Linked DNA regions of Sus scrofa: region 1 is linked to region 2. The links are chromatin contacts, called in public Hi-C maps. All regions are on one chromosome and are shown on one strand. Each heading gives the region's core, a stretch centred on a gene start, on an enhancer-like site or on the middle of the called end of the contact. The rest is flanking DNA. Distances are from core to core; before and after follow the strand shown.

Region 1 (3,889 bases), core at 927-3,426, 48 kb after region 2:
CCACTCGTCTGGCCTTTTTGTGACTTTGCCACTGGAGCTGTCTTCCCCCGTGGCTGCATGTGTATCCAACACGTACTTTGGGAGCCAAAGGCCACCTCCTCCTAGGAGCCTTCCCTGGTTTCTTTGCATCCCTTAGTCAGCTTGACAATTCAATTCATCTGTATCTCTCTGGCAGCATCTATCACATTCTTCTTGTGTTATGGAATTGCAGGGGATGGTCTGTGACACGGCAGTGTCTAATATCTCCCATCCAGGCTCCCTTCTCTGTCCCAAGTTAATGCCCACATTACAAATGTGTGTCTGCCCAGGAAGCAGGACCATGCGCACAGTTCTTTGTCTTCACTCCATAGTGGTAGACTCGCTTCCCCCAGCTTTGCTCAGGGGTTTACACACTGTAGGAGTTAAAGAAATTTATTTAAATTATTATTATTATTATTATCATCATGTTTGCTTTTTAGGCCCATACCCATGGCATATGGAAGTTCCCAGGCTAGGGGTGGAATCAGAGCTACAGCTGCCGGTCTACACCACAGCCACAGCAACGTGCGATCCGAGCCACGTCTGCCACCTACACCACAGCTCGCAGCCACGCAGGATCCTTAACCCACTGAGTGAGGCCAGGAATCGAGCCCGCATCCTCATGGATCCTAGCCGGGCTTGTTAACCGCTGAGCCAGGAAGGGAAATCCTCATTTAAATTATTAATGATTTGAGCATCTGTTGTATCCCAGGCTCCATGCTGGGTGTGGGGACACAGCTAGATCTGACCTCGACAGCACTGTGTGACCTGTGCGACAACACGGCTGTAGGGCAGAGCTTTGAGCTGTACTTAGAAGGAAAGAGAGTCTGTGAACAGGCAGAAAGGAGGCTGGGGGGAGAAAAGAACCTGGGAGGAGACAGCATGGACAAGACCTTGACACAGGCCAGCTTGGCCGGAGCCTGGGTCCAGGCATCAGAGAGAGCAGAGCTCACTGAGCAGATCATGTAGCTGAGAGGCTGGCAAGGATCTGCTCAGAGCACTTGAGAGGCTAAGATTTAAAGCTCAGCTGCTGAAGACAGGAATCAGACTACCTGGGTCCCGATCCCACCTCTATCACTAACAGCTTAGTGATCTCAGGAAGGTTACATAACGTTTCAGAATCTTAGCTTTCTCACCTGTAAGGGGGGATAACAGGCCTCCCTTAAACAGGGGTGCTTTGCGCAGTGCCACCCAGGGCCTCAGGGGAAGCATCTGGATTGCAAAACACTAGGAAGGTCAAAAAACCTCAGTAATGGAGATTTACATCTAAGTAAGGCGTGTGCCAAAAACCCCTAAGTTATCCAGACACGTAATATTTTAAAGCCATACTTTTAAAATGTCAAAATACATGCCCAAACATCCAGTATGAACTTAATACCAAAAATGTAAATAAAGGTAGGGTCCCTCCAGCCCAAAGGATGCAGCTCAAAATACAGCAACGGTTATTGGGCTGGGAGTTTTCAACCTTCAAGAGCCGTGGACGTCTGAAAACCTGAGGAGAACCAGGGCCCTCTGTCCCCCAGAAGAATGCACAAACAGGCACAATTTGTGCAGAGCTTCGGGTGTTCCTGCACTCCTGGTGCTCGGCCAGGTGGAGGTTAAGAGCTCGGGTTCAACGTGGGCGTGCGGGGGTGGGGAGTGGGTCCACGCGCCGGCCAGCCGCCTGCGGGCTCCCCAGCACCACGCTGGGCCTCCCTCCAGGCAGCCACGGATGCGCTGCCCCCTGCAGGAAGAAGTCTACAACTATGCAGCTTCTTTTTCGAGCTTGCTTGGCTCGCCCGCCGCCCCCACCCTCCCCCTTCGGCTTGGGACTTTTCCTAAAGTTTGCTGAAACCAGACACCTTGCTCCACCGAGCCCGCGTGCAGCCACGGTTTAAAAGGCCGCCTTCAGCGCCCCCTCCCCGCCCCCAGCGGAGACTTCAAAAGGCCCCGCGGGCGCCGCGGGCCCTGCACCTATGAACCGCCCCCAGCGCCTGGAGCCCGTGCTGGAGCCCAAGGACGTAGAGCGGCTGAAGTTCGAGCGCAGGCGGACCCGGCGGGTGGCGCAGCCTGGCGCGCCCATGCCCCTCCCGGTGCCGCTGCGCTGCGAGCGCCCGCGCCCAGTTTAGGGAAGGGGACCCCGCACCCCCGCCCCCGCGCCCGCGCCCGGGGCTGCGGGGACCCATGAATACAAATGCCGTTAGGCGCCCGAGGAAGGACCGACCGTCCAGCCTCGCACCTAGGGACCCAGTAAGTGCCCCGGGGCTCCTGGAGCGCTGGGTGTACGGGTGTGTGTGCGTAAAAGTGTGCGCGTGTGGGGAGGAGGTGCACGTGCGAGGAGTGAATTCGTTTGTGCCCCTGTGCAGTGGGCACTAGCGGAGTGCCAGTGGGGGTTTGCGCTCCTGAGTATGGGCACTTGGGGTGTTACATGGGGTGTGTGTGTGTGTGTGCACGTGAAGGTGTGTATGAGAGGTGTGCACGCGGGTGTGTAACCTTGGGGGGGATCTGGCTAGGCTACGCTAGTGTGCATTTGTGTGCGTGTAAGCACTAACGTGCATGCGTCTGCGTGTGTGGAGTCCGGGTGTTTGCTCTCAAGTCCAGACACCCCAGAGCGTGTTTGCGTGAGCCCAGGAGGAGTGCCGGACTGCGCCTGTGTGTGAGTGAGTCTGTGTCTGAGTTTGGGGCAAGTGGAGGCGTGTGTGGGAATGGGTGTATGCACCAGTGAACAAGTCGTGGAGATGGAGGCGCGCGGGGTGGGGGTAGGAGGGTTTCTAATGCCAGGCTCGGACTGGGGTTGTGAGTGTGAGAATTTGCCTGGTGTTTTCAGCGGCGTCAAGGTGTGCAGTTAGGCGCTCCCCAGTGGGATCTGAGGGAGCCTTTGGTCTGCTCTCTGGCGGGGAGGTTAAGCTCCCATTTCTTACCGCCTGGAGAGGGAAGAGAGAGGAAGGTAACCAGCATTTCATAAGCCCACCCACTGCCTGCCCAGAAAAGTGTTCTTCAGGGAGCTCTGAATCCAGGAGGAAAATGGGGGGGGGAGGCGGGGGGGGGGGAAGGTAGGACACTGGTTGTCGTTTTCGTGGGAGTCTGGACACTGAGTGCTAGTCCCAGATCTTTGCCTGGAACTCCAGGTTCCTTTCAGCAGTGATATCCGTTCCCTTTTCCCCTCTTCTTTGCCCCCAACGTGAAGACTCCCTGTCTTACAAACTAGAGGTCCCACATCTCCGACTTGTGACCATTCCCGTTGTGCAGTCTTGGCCAACTTTTTCCTCTATGTGAATCTCAGTTTCCCCATCTTTACAGAGGGATTGGGGGTTGGGGGTGTTTGAGCGGGACCGTGGTGGGCCCGCGGAGGCTGTGTCCCTGGCTGCGGCCAGCAGGGGGCAGCAGGGGGCAGCAGAGGGCGGCCCGGCGCGGGGAGGAGAGAAGGTGGAGAGCCACCGCGGGCCGAGACTTTAAATCGCCTTCATTTCCCCCAAATCCTTCCTTTTCCTCTCCTCCCCCAGGCCGGCGGGGAGGCAGCTTCCACCGCCCTCCGCGCGCCCTCGCCCGGCCTTGCTCTGCCTCCGGGGACCGCTAGCAGCCCGCCTCCAAAAGTTTGATCATCTTTTTTTTTTTCCCCCCTGCTTCTTCTTCCTTTTCGGTGGAAGCAGAAAAGAGCGAGGCACGGGCGAGCGCGGCGCCGGGACTCCTGGGACCATGGGCCTGGCGCGGGCGCCCGCGGGGCCCCGGCCGCGCTGCCTGCCTGCTCGGGCGCCCCTGGGAGCGGGGCTGCGCTGGGGGAGCGGGGGCCGCGCGCTCTGAGCCGGCCTGGCGCGGCGGGGCGGGGGGCTGGCGGCCCCATGGGGCGCGCCCACACTTGCCCCCCGGGCTCGGGAGCATGAAGTAGGGGCCC
Region 2 (4,330 bases), core at 284-2,783:
GGGGAAGGGGGCGGTGGAGAAGGAGCGGGGGACTCTGGGGAGGGCGGAGCCTGGGGGAAATTTGCCGGGAGGCAGCGACCTGACGTCTTCCGGGTAGGTGTTTTTTGGGGAGCGGGTGGGGTCTTCACCTGCAGAGTCCGAGTCCCTGAGCAGTGCAGCGCGCTCTGTTCCCCTCGACGCAGCTCCGCCGCGCTCATGGGACGCACCCTGTGGTCCGACGGGGCGCGGAGGGGACGGATGGTCCACTCTGAAGTCTCCATCAGTCCCTTCCTCGCTCCGACCCCTCCTCGCCAACTTGTACCCACCTTAGCACCACTTGGATAGGCGTTTCAGGCCCCTCTGGCCCCTGCTCCAGGTTCCGCGCGGGGTCTCTATGGCAGCAACTGTGAGTTAACCATCCCTGCGCCAGCGGCTCCTCGAACCTCCCTAAATCTGTACTTACCCGTCCGGGGATCCGCGTTCCTCCATGTCCTGCTTCGCACACAGAGTTAGCTCCGCCCGAGTCTCCTTCCTTCTCCTCCCCAATACCCTCCCTTCTCCACCACACTGGGACTGGCTCTACACACCTTACATCCCCCACCCTCATCCCCCACGTCCCAGGCAGCCATCCATCCGGAAAGGCTTGAGCCTGCCCAGGGCTAGCTAGTTAAAGATTTACACACCTCCACCTCTGTGGTGGAGAGAGTCTGTAGCTAGGAGGTTCTGGGGCCGAGGATCACTTTGTCCTTCGCCAGTCCCTTCCGGAGGGACCACCTAGACTAGCCTCTGCACAGATGGGGATACTGAGGCTGGGATGGGAAGGACTCAGCCAAGGCCACAGGGCAAGTCTGGGCAGAACGTGGACCAGGCTCTTCCCACTCTGACCACATGCTCCTCCTCCAGTTTTGCAATCTTCCTCCCCAACCTAATCCTCCCCAGCTGTTCCAGCTTCTTCCAACTCAGAGCCCAGGGAGGGCACAGGGGTCTAGAACGGTGGGAGGGGCCCAGGTCTCAGCTCCAGGAAGATGTGGCTGGGTTGAATTCATGAGCTGAGCTGCCAACAGGCTCTGCAGCATCTGGTTAAACCCTGGGCCACCTGCCTCACCAATGCCGCAGCTGAACCAAGGCCAGGGTGGTTGTTTAACCCTCCCCTGCTCTGGCTGATGAGAGCAGCAGTGATGTCTGTGCATTTGCTGGGGCAGGGCAGTCACCGGTTCAATGCCAGTCCCCATGCAGGGCCCCAGGGAGGAGAATCACATGCAGATTCTGACCCTTTCAAGCTCATAGTCTTGCTAGGGAGACAGGTAAGTACAACCTAGTGTGCATGGGCTTGGGGGGCGGTGTGTGAATTCAGAGGCTTGTAGGAGGTGAGAGTGGTGCGTGAGTGTGTTCCAGGCAGAAGGAGCATCCTGCAGGAAGGCCGGGGAGAGGTGTGGAGATGTGTGTGGCCTTGAGAGGTAGTTTGAGGTTGGACTCAGCTCATGAAAGGCACATAAAGAATTCTGGACTCAGGAGTTCCCGTCGTGGCTCAGTGGTTAACGAATCCAACTAGGAACCGTGAGGTTGCGGGTTCAATCCCTGGCCTGGCTCAGTGGGCTAAGGATCTGGCATTGCCATGAGCTGTGGTGTAGGTTGCAGACGCAGCTCAGATCCTGCATTGCTGTGGCTGTGGCGTAGGCCGGCAGCTACAGCTCCAATTAGACCCCTAACCTGGAAACCTCCATATGCCGTGGGAGCAGCCCTTGAAAAAGCAAAAAGACAAAAAAACAAAAAACAAAAAACAAACAGAATTCTGGACTCATTCCTCAGAAAATCAGGAAGCCATCAAAGGGTTACCAATAGGGAAGTGACACCATCAGTAGGTAGTAATTGTTATTTTTTTATTGTCATCCTGACTATTTCTGCATATTCTCTGAATACTTCTATAAAGTCCTCTTCCCTCAAACACATTAAGATGAAAGCGCTAACAATCATCCCCCCCCCCGATGTAATACGCTCTAGACCACCACAAATGACAGCCAGCTATCAGAGCCACCAAACTAGCAAATGATTTATCATGGGTGGCAGTGCGATGCGCATACACTGGAGGCATGCAAGCAAGAGCCACTTGACATTTTGGTTTGATAGGGCTTTCTAGATGAATCTGTAGGGAGAGGTAGGTAGAGCAAAGAGGCCCTGTCTCTGGCTCTGCCAGCAGCATACTACAGAGCCCTGCACAAGTCTTAGCCTGTTTCCTTCCCATGAAAAGAGATGCATGATCCTGCCCTGGTGTTATATAGTTCTGTCATTTCAGTGAAACAGTGTAATTGAACATGATTCGTATATTGTAAAGAATTACTTAAAAGCAAAAATAGGGTTCCCATCATGGCTCAGCAGGTTAAGAACCTGACTAGTATCCATGAGGATGTAGATTCAATCCCTGGCCACTCTCAGTGGGTTAAGGATCCAGCGTTGCCACAAGCAGCGGGGTGTATTGCACATGTGGCCTGGATCCCGTGTTGTGGCTGTGGTGTAGGACTGCAGCTGCTGCTCTGATTTGACCCCTAGCCTGGGAACTGCCATATGCCATGGATTCGGCCCTAAAAATTTTTTTAAAAATAAATAAAAGTCCCTAAGTGATCTCTAAGATTCTTTTCAACTCTGAAGTTCCTTAATCTGTTATGTGTTTTGAATCCTTGAGGTGGATAGGACAAGAATTACCGTTCCTGTCTTTCAAATTTAAAAAAAAAAAAAAAAAAAAAAAGCAAACAAAAATAGAGGTAGGCAGGGGAGGCTGTCTAAGGAGAAAGCAGCTGTAAATGGCCAAACCAAGTCAACCTAGAACCAGGAACCCTAAGTCCTGTGCTGTCTGCTTCAGGGTGTGTTTTTCAGTTGTAAACCCAGTAAGTGAACACGCTGCTCCTTTAAATGCCCTGAAGAGAGTTAAAGGCTATGGATCCCTCACATCGTAGTGGGGGTTGGTTTGAACAGATTGCCCTGCTGAAGGGATTTTGAGAAACGTGCCAAGACAGAGGACGTATGCACATTGGGGTATGAGGAGCTGTTCGGTAGGGACTTTTGCACCAGGCTCCCCCGCACCCCCGGGATCAGACTGTGTCCCTCACTGGATGTGCACAAGCAGGAGCAGAGGTCTGGTTCTATCCTCTCGTGGTGACTGCGAACATCCGCCTCCCTTAAACTGAGCATTCATTCAGCCAATTTTTATTGTCTCCTCGGTATGCCAGGCTTCTAGGCACCTGAGCTACATTAGCAAACCGAATGGACACTGCTTGAGTATCTATGGGGATGTGGAGCATCTGGAACTCATACATTACATGTAAATACAACCTTTTTTTTTTTTTTTTTTTTGGAAAGCTGTTTGGCACCATCTACTAACACTAGACGTGTGCCTGTCCTGTGCCCTGGCAATTCCACTCCTGGGTCTGTGCCCAATAGAAACGAATGCACACTCCCACCTATAGACGCACACGAGAATGTTCTTCCCAGCTTTATAGTCATATTAGCCACAACCTCCATCATCATCATCATTACCGCCACCATCACCATAACCCCATCACCATCATCACCAAAACTCCCACCATCACCACCGATACCTACATAACCAGCAGTGCCCGTAATCGTATAGTCACAGCACCCACTGTGTCCACCATCATCGTCACTGTTACCATTGTGTGTAGCCTGTGTTTATTCACTTAGAAAATTCAGTACCTGGGCCCTTCCAAGCTCCTCCTGGGCCATGATGCTGCCTGTTCCCGCAGATGGGACTGGGTGCCTCCATGTCCCCTGCCCCTCTTTACCCTGTTTTGAGCCTGTCCTCTACCCAGAGGCTGCTCCTTTTCCTCGGGAGCCGTGGGACCCCTGTGGATGAGGGAGGGATAGAGAGAAGACCTATAGGGAAGCCCAGAGCATCTCAGCAGCATCTCAGTAGCTGCCCGGACCCTGCAGGGGCGCATCTCCAGGCCTCACTAGAGGGCAGCAGAGCATCGTGCCACCATGGCCCCAGGGCTCATCACAAAGGAGGCTTTGTCCAGCACGGGCACCTTCTTTCTATATGTTTTCTCCTGAGCTTGTGCACTGGGCAGGGGCTGGCCAGCCTGGTGCCCGGAAGAGGGGAGAGCAGGCCCTCAAGAGGTACTTCACGAGGGACTGAATAAAGCAGCCTTGCTGTGAGCAATCAAAGGACCCTCCCCTACACACCCTGCTCCTGGTTCCAGCCCCAGCAATTTATTCTCCTCCCTTCAGCCCCAGACACCACCCCTGAGAAAACCCTCCCTGACTCCCTGGGGCCTCCGAATAAAGTCTGAGGTCCCCCACTGGGACTCAAGACCGCCATTCAGATTCAAGGCCATTT

What was found. A called contact is a pair of places that touch in the nucleus more often than the background predicts.
Region 1: a Hi-C map of fetal skeletal muscle shows a contact between it and region 2, with 3 times the contacts expected there. The contact joins the promoter of COL27A1 here to the promoter of KIF12 in region 2. A contact is called at or near these places in 2 of 5 promoter capture datasets (fetal skeletal muscle and liver), 20 of 47 Hi-C or Micro-C datasets (alveolar macrophages, brain, embryonic fibroblasts and 12 more) and 1 of 2 datasets of contacts at active chromatin or transcription factors (skeletal muscle).

What each region holds. Positions count from the first base shown.
Region 1 is chr1:254,766,400-254,770,288 of Sscrofa11.1, forward strand. It overlaps COL27A1 (collagen alpha-1(XXVII) chain), which reads left to right and starts at 2,177. Exons shown (of 61, transcript XM_021067868.1): 1 at 2,177-2,247. The coding sequence starts at 2,192.
Region 2 is chr1:254,719,026-254,723,355 of Sscrofa11.1, forward strand. It overlaps KIF12 (kinesin-like protein KIF12), which reads right to left and starts at 1,534. Exons shown (of 19, transcript XM_021067853.1): 1 at 663-1,534; 2 at 306-371; 3 at 129-207. The coding sequence starts at 197. LOC106509240 (a long non-coding RNA gene) reads right to left here. Exons shown (of 4, transcript XR_002337367.1): 4 at 2,520-3,837.